Linked DNA regions of Gossypium arboreum: region 1 is linked to region 2. The links are chromatin contacts, called in public Hi-C maps. All regions are on one chromosome and are shown on one strand. Each heading gives the region's core, a stretch centred on a gene start, on an enhancer-like site or on the middle of the called end of the contact. The rest is flanking DNA. Distances are from core to core; before and after follow the strand shown.

The links. A called contact is a pair of places that touch in the nucleus more often than the background predicts.
Region 1: a Hi-C map of leaf shows a contact between it and region 2, with 4 times the contacts expected there. The contact joins the promoter of LOC108454393 here to the promoter of LOC108469264 in region 2. A contact is called at or near these places in 2 of 5 Hi-C or Micro-C datasets (both in leaf).

Annotation. Positions count from the first base shown.
Region 1 is chr8:22,465,174-22,469,261 of ASM2569848v2, reverse strand. It overlaps LOC108454393 (autophagy-related protein 3), which reads right to left and starts at 1,810. Exons shown (of 10, transcript XM_017752840.2): 1 at 1,246-1,810; 2 at 972-1,042; 3 at 742-858; 4 at 496-659; 5 at 102-187. The coding sequence starts at 1,406.
Region 2 is chr8:22,250,614-22,254,756 of ASM2569848v2, reverse strand. It overlaps LOC108469264 (transcription factor DUO1), which reads right to left and starts at 2,448. Exons shown (of 3, transcript XM_017770156.2): 1 at 2,091-2,448; 2 at 1,696-1,957; 3 at 782-1,391. The coding sequence starts at 2,287. The coding sequence ends at 882.

The sequences.
Region 1 (4,088 bases), core at 561-3,060, 220 kb before region 2:
CTACAAATTTGATAATGTTTGTCAAGTTTGAGATTTCACAAGAAAATACATAGCCTGAAAATGAATCCTAAGCATGTTGGCAGGCACCAGAATTGTCTTACGTGATGCTGACATCATAGGTTCGGGTCCGTAAAATATTGTCATTATCAGGCTCTTGAGCAACAAGATATGTCGGTTGTAAAGTAGCCTGCATTGATCAGAGACATATCAGATAAGTACACAGACATTTGAACCTCTAAAAGGGAAAGAGAAATTAGAATCTATATCCTTGAGGAGAGGTTGCTAAGCATAAACCTATATCCTTGCACCTTATCACAACATAAATCCCCCTTCAAAGGTATTAACCAAGATATGTAATATTAAGATAATGCAGGACATTGGTTGATAAGCTTAGAACTCTGATAAAAGGCTAATCTAAATCAACTGGTTACAAAAGAAAAAGTTACTCGGCTAGTTTTTGAATCTCAGAAATCATATAAGTTTCTCAGCACTTACCGCATCAGTCTCAACAAGATTGTCAGCTTCTTCATAATCAGCCATGTCGGGTATATCTTCTTCGTCTTCAGCAACCCCAAAATAAGAAGGTATTGATCTTACAGCATTCTGCCTTATTTCTAGAGTCTCCATTGAAGGCAGGTTTTCCTCCACATCACTTTTATCTGTCAGGAAGATTAGCCGTGTGAAGTCCACAAATTCATCCTAGAATCAACACAAGCACAACCTCAAGGAAGAAGATAATACCTTTGGGTTTACCATGAGTTGCCAACCAACCATCATTGTCTTCATTATCAAGAAGAAACTCTCCTCCTGCAGCTTCATATTCTTCTTCCACTGACGCAGCCCTCCTTAGGCAGGGCACTAACCACAAAATCACCAAATAAAATTACTAGTACTAATCAGATATGCAGTTCAAAGGAAAATCAATTGAAACAACAAGAAAAGAAAATTAAGTGAGATCGAGGTCAATTTACCATTTCTAGTAATCAAGTATTGCTTTTCGGTCGGTAAATAGGACTTCCTCTTGCTTGGCTCTCCAGATTCCCTAGTATTCATAACAATTCACTGAGTTAAATTGTTATACCATGAATTATGAAGCTATACGACAAATTTTCCCCAAAACTATTAATCCATTAATGTCGATGTATAATATGAAAATATAAAAGGATTCATAAAATTCCAAAACTACTAAAGCAAGTTACAAACAAAGAACCAAAGATACATATGTTGATAGTATGGTGAAGATACCAAGACCAGGTAGGGCATTTGGATACGAGATTATCACCGGCCAGGATGAACTCGGAGACGCTTAAAACTCCTTTCTCTTTAAAAGCAGAGACGGTTCGAGGCCCTGTTATTCTTTCCACAGTTCCTTTGAATGCCTCATGAATTCTCTGAGAAAGTACCATATTTTTTCCGAATTTCTTGATTCAATTTAATGTACGATCAAAGGAGAGAGGATATAATCAAAACCCTAGCGATTCAATCGAAGTCGAAGGTTGAAACCCTACAGATCCCGTACGGACGAGGTAGAGAGAGAAAGGGATCGTCGAATGCGCTTGCGTTGTGGTGTTGTGTTGCGTAGGAGAAAATAATAGCGTGTGGTGTATGAGTTCTATCATCCGTGAGCCCGTTGGACATCGCAAACCCGATGGTCTGGCACGACGGCTGTGATTGATTAGTCGCATGTGTAGGTTGCGCCCCTCAATTAATACTTGGGTAAATTCCGCATTTAATCAGCTAACTCTTGTAAGTTTTCATTTGGTCACTGAAAATAAGAAAAATTCAAATCTAGCACTGCCTTAGATGGTTGGTTCTAGCCACTCACCCTTAATTTGGCTAACGGGGGTGTTTCTATACTTTAGTTTCTCAATTTCAATAAAATTTTATTTTGGTCAAAAATATTTCAATTTAGAATTAAAATATTTCATTTTGGTGAGTAATATTCTTTGCAAAAATCCAGGTTTTCTCTCATAAAAATGAAGGTAATTTCTCGCAAAATGTAAGTTTTCTTTTTTACTAGACTAAACTAAACTTAAATTTAAAAATGGAAAAAGTAACAGAAATTAAAATGAAAAAAATTGGTTTTTCCTATAAAACCCTAAACTTTTCTCAATAAAAATCTAAATTTAACTTTTCTCAATAAAAATCTAAATTTTCTTTTCACTATAGAAAAATTAAAATTAATTCAAAAACTAAAAATAAAGGAAATTAAAAAGATAAAATGGTTTTCACCTATAAAAGTCAAATTTTCTTTTTGTAAAAATCCAAGTTTTCTCCTATGAAAAACCAATAAATCAAGAAATCGTTTTATAGATCCTTCCCACCATATTATCCATGGTCTTTTTTCAATTATTTAATGATATTTCAACACTTTTTTTATGTCATTAACACATAATTTTGATAATTTTTTTTACCCTAAACCCCAAACCCCGAACCTTGAACCTCAAACCTTGACTTTTTTACCCATATATTGTAAAAAAATAAAAATTTCGAAAATGGTATCCCAAACCCATTAATTACGGGTATGGGTTGTTTTAGGTGGTGGAGGGTGGTACAGAGGCAACCCCACCGATTTTTTCTGACACCGACAGATTTCTGTTTAATTTTTTTTAAAACAATTTTATATTAGGTGGTACCTTGTTGATTGGCGGCACCAAAAGGCATATCTTATACGGGTCATATAGGGTGTCAGTTTGGTGGTGCCATATTGGCAGGTGACACTAGTGGTGCCCATGTCAAAGGCGACACCCATTTTGAATATTGCTAGACATTAGGCAACAAAGAACACATCTCGAGCATTAACAAGAAACTTAACGAAAAAAAACTCAAACATTGAACGGATGCACGCACAAGCACACAAAAAAAGAAAACTTGTGTATGGTCTAATATGCATAAAAAGTTTTATGTTTGGTCGGTCTCTGGGATATTGTAAGTTCATTACAGCAAAGAGGAGAATCATTAAGTTTTAATGGAAAAGCAATGTATAGGCATGATGATGATTCACTTAACTAAAATCACGACAAAGGTAAGCGCACCTATCGAATAATAGTATAGCTATGGTGAGTCGGGAATATTGTATCCACGAGGACTAAAAGTACTATTACTTACTATCTTTCTATTATCTAGCCGGTAAATTGAAGAAGTTTATTTTTAATCTAAAATTATCTAAACTAATTATTAAGAATTCGACAGAGAATAAAGTAAGAAAATAATTGAATAAACCAATGAGAGAGACAATACCCAGGAAAGAATCCACCTAGACTTCACTTATTATTCTGAATATGAATTAATGATTTATTCACTTACCTTGATCTGTAGAAATCCCTAAATTATATTAATATCTCTTTCGAGAGTAAAAATAACTGACTCTAGGTTGATTAATTGAAATCTCCTTCTAATTAAAACTCCTATTGTCGCATTAACTCGATCTATGGATTCCCCTATTAGATTTGACTCTAATCCGGTAGATTTATGTCGTCCTATTTCTAGGATTGCATGCAACTCCACTCAATTATGCCAGATATACTTTTAAACAGGGACTTTTGCTCCACTGAGTTAAGCACATCAATCATGAATTAATATCCTGAAAACATTAAAACATGGAATAAGTAAATATAATTGAGATAAAGAAATCAAGTATTTATCATGTAATTTAGAAAATTAAATAATAAGATCCATCATAGGTTTCATCTTTTCTAGGTATCTAGGGAATTTAGTTCATACTTTGGGAGGAAAACATCTCAAAATTAGGAAAATAACAAAACATAAAGAAACCCAAAAACTTCTAGAAAAGTTGACTGGAGATCTTCGATCTTGAAGGAGATCTTACTTCTAAATTGATTCCGATAGCGTTCTTCGAGTAATTTCTTCGTTCTTCTCTGCGTGCTCCCTTTTAATCCTCTTCTAATATGTATTTATAAACTTTAGAATGCTCAAAAACCCTAAAAATAAGGTTTTTTTGCATAAAAGAGAAGCAAGGTTTGAAATCGACACCGGCTGGCACATGGGCGTGTAGCCAGCCTGTGTGGCTCACATGGGCATGTGGCCAGTCCGTGTGGATCCTAGAAACAACTCTTTTTGCCCAATTT
Region 2 (4,143 bases), core at 1,199-3,698:
ATTATTTTAATAATATTTTATTAATTTAATAATATTTAATTTTTGTACTTGTGTTAAATTTAAAAACATTTATAATATATTTGAGACATTGTTTATATTTAGATATTATGTAAGCACTTTATTTTTAAATTTTTAAACTTATGTTGAAGTTATGTTTTATTTATCAATTAAAAGATCACGACGACTTTTTTTTTAAATGATGACAGTTGAAATAATATCAGATATGTGATGAGAGTCTAGAAAACAAATATTTCATACTTTTTTTATACAAAATTTAGTTTATATTTATTTAACTGATACTTATATATATTATATAAAGTGGGTTGCGAGATAAATATAGCACTAAATAAGTTTGAGTACCCACATGATGGGACAACGATGATTTATTTTGCAGGTCATAGGGCAGAAATGATTTTGGGTTTGTACCCATAACGGGTCGCAGAACGGGGATGGGTCTGAAAATTCTTACCCGCATTCACCCCGCCCAATTGATATCCTATTTATATGAGCTTAACATATGACCCGTTAATAGAACTGTCAAGTGATTAAAGTTCCAAAAAAAACATCAATATCATCATTCATTGGACTGCACTTCTTAAGTTTCAACACTAAATCTAAAACTTCACTAGGCTTGGCAGCAAATTTTGACCTTTAATTTTTGGCACCCAACACTGGATATGCCTTTGACTATATACATAAGCACACGAATGAGAAATGAAGAACCAGCAGTCTTTACAGTGACAATATTCATCCTCTTAAGAAAGAAAAAAACAGAAATAGAAAGAAGAAAAGGAAAGCCTCCTACTCATTGAAACAGCAATAATATACAAGAAAAGAGTTAAAAACGTTAAACAAAAGTCAAGTTTCCTTAATCTTTGAATTTAAGTTGATGGATTTGGAAAAAGCTCCATTTGATCAAACATGTCTGCTGGGAAATCATCGAAGAAGGTATCAGGGATCATAGGGTTATCAGCTTCTTCCCTTGCACCGAACCCACCGCTTCTCACCGGTTCAAGAAATGGCTGCTGCTCCACGTTCCCACTGTCAAGTTCAGGAACATCCATAGGTGCAAACACTTGTGAAAAGTAAGGGTCCTCGAATTTAGCCAACAGGTCTTGGCTTTCCAGTGATAATGTGAGGTATGGTTGGGGGTGTGGGATCTGAGGGAAGAAAGCTTGCGGTTGGGCCTCAGTAGCAGCATACGGGTTGTTCCCTATCGACATTAGCTCCAGCTGCGCCATGTTCGCATCGGTGTACAACTTGGGATTTACTAGCTCCGGAGATTGCTCCAATTTAATAATAGCCTCGGTGTTATCAAGGTAGGATGATGATGAGCAAGATTGAGCCATGGTGTATGATATTTCCTCCATTGATGAACTCAACTTTGAAGCCTTGAAATTAAACCCCCACCCCCAAAAAAAAAAAAAAGAAACATAACTACATATCGCACCATAAGAAAACTATTGAACTTAAACCATCTAAAGACTACTCAAGAATTAATACAATACAAGCAATTAGCAACAGTTTAGCCACTTTTTAAGCGAAGAACAGTGAAGTGAATTCTTTTTGAGTCAATTCATCAAACAAATGCATCCAATGGAATATTATATTAGTCCCCAAACCACAAAAGTGATTAAAATAATTCCAAAAAAGCACTTGAAAATTCGAAACAACCATCATGAAATTGGGGTTTACCTCAAAAACAGGAACATCGTGAAAGGCAGGGATTTCCCTTTTAAGTTTGAGTGATTTGGAAGAGGAAGAGGAGGAGGAGGAAGAGGGGGTCCCTGAATTCTGCAAAATCCTAGCCAGTCTCTTCTGCCTACTGCTCCAAAAATTCTTCACGTCGTTATCGGTCCTTCCAGGCAAATACGTTGCGATTTTAGCCCATTTGTTCCCAAACTGTGCCTGCAATTCTATCACCACCCTCTCTTCCTCTGCCGTAAACTTGCACCCACTTGGAAGATTCAAACAAACAAACAAACAAACAAAAAAGAAACTACTTGTGAATTACAAACAAGTAGTAGAGGAGAGCAGCAGAGATTAATCGATATATATATATATATATATACACACACACGCATGCTTACTTCTTCAAGTTGGGTCTAAGTTTGTTAACCCAACGAAGGCGACAAGATTTGCCAGTTCTTTGCAAAAGGCCTTTGGATCGAATGGAGCTCCATTCTCGAGGGCCATATTTCTTAACATGGTTGATCAGCACTTCATCTTCCTCTGCCTTCCATGGCCCTTTCCGTATCTGACTTATCTCTACTCGCTTTCCTTCCATTTCCCCTAATTTAACCCTACTATCTTATACCAGGGAGTGGCTATTCACGGATTTGGATAATAAATTTGGTCTTGTAATTTTCTCTTCTTTTTCTCTTTTTTTTTTTTTTCTGATTAATGTAATAGTCTTATTATCTTTGTTTTTATGTTTCTTCTTTCGGTAATGACGGTTAAGACGGTTACTGCCACTATCCTCCGCCAATATCCCACGTTCCCAATTTTTTCCCTCATTCAGAATTTGTAATTTACGTATCTATCCTTTACTCCTCCTCTCTCTCTCTCTCTCTTTGATAGTTTTATGAATCACTATTCTTTTAAGATTTTATGTAGAATTACAATTAATAAATATTTGAATGAACTGTAATTACAACTAAACATTATAAAGTATTGTAAAGTATAATAAATTAATAATAATATATTTAAAGTTAAATTAAAATAACTTTTAAAAGGATTTAAATTAAAAAAATTATCCAATAGTAGAATGTATACTCACTAAAGGTGATATCAATTTGGTTGAATTTTTAGTTTTTTAGCTATCCATTATAATTCGACTCGGTTTAATTTTCATTTTTCATATTAATTTTTTATTTTGATTTTATAGACTTATTTTAATAAAATAAACTTTATTTTATGACTCTTTAATATTATTTGATAAAATTTCAAAGTCTTTTAGTAAATATTTCTAAAGCATAATAATTTTTCAATAACATTTAAATTATATTTACTATTTTAAATATAAAATATTTATTTTTATATCATAAAAATTTTAAAAAAGTTATATATATTAAATAAAAAATTAAATCAATTTTTAACTTATATTTTATAAACCGGATTAGTTTAGTTAATTCTTTTGCATCCCACAACACATCAAACGGTGGTCCGCGTGTTTAACATCCAACCAATCAATGTGCTCCTAACAAGACATCTTTTTGGTCGTTGATAATGCTCTAGAATAACGTATTTTTATGTATTAATCATGTGTTTATTCTGAGCTTGATCCTACTAATTTAAGCTATTTATGTATTTTTATCTTTCAGGGACTGATTTGGAGGTAAAAGCAAAATTAAGGGACAAAAGTGCGAATTTGGAGACTGTAATAGCCCAAATCTGCCCGGGCCCGTGATTAAACAAATAAAACCAAAAAATGAATAATAAATAAATATTTATTTAACAGTCCACAGTCCATTTACAATAGCCCGCAGGCCCAAAACCAAACACTATAGCTTAACTACCCTATACCTATTACACCCCACTTAGCCCAGGACAAAAATGGCCCAACTGGCCCAGCTTGTTACACTAAGGCATGAAACCCTAGGGTTTCTACCTTTCTCCTTGAGTTGCAAACAGAAGGTTCAAAAAGCCAAGCCTCATGACCCTTCGGTTTCTGCCGTTCCAGCTACCCCATCAAGGCCGCGATTCCAGGTCCCTAGTCACGCCGAGACCAACGCCACTAGTGGACCATCGTCAGGCCTTTGCCATCTCCGGATTCCTCGCAAATACCTGCAAGACAAGACAAAGAACACGAAGCAGAAAAGGAAACACAGCAGATACATAAAGCAAGAAAAGGAAACTAAAAAGTATCTCAGCAGGTCACGGTCAAAGATACAGTGGGCAAGAAATAGAAAGAAATCAGAGATTTCTTTCCCAGTTTATGTAATAGTAACAGTGGCTATAAAAGCCCGATTGAAAACAGTGTAAAGGACCCTTTTTTTACGAAATAGAAATATAATCACAGATATTCATTCAAAAATATCAACAATCTCTCAAAAGGTGATTTAATCGCATATTTCGTGCTTTATTTTAAACATATATGAATGGTTCTAACATGTACGAGTAAGGATCTAAGGGAAAAGAGAC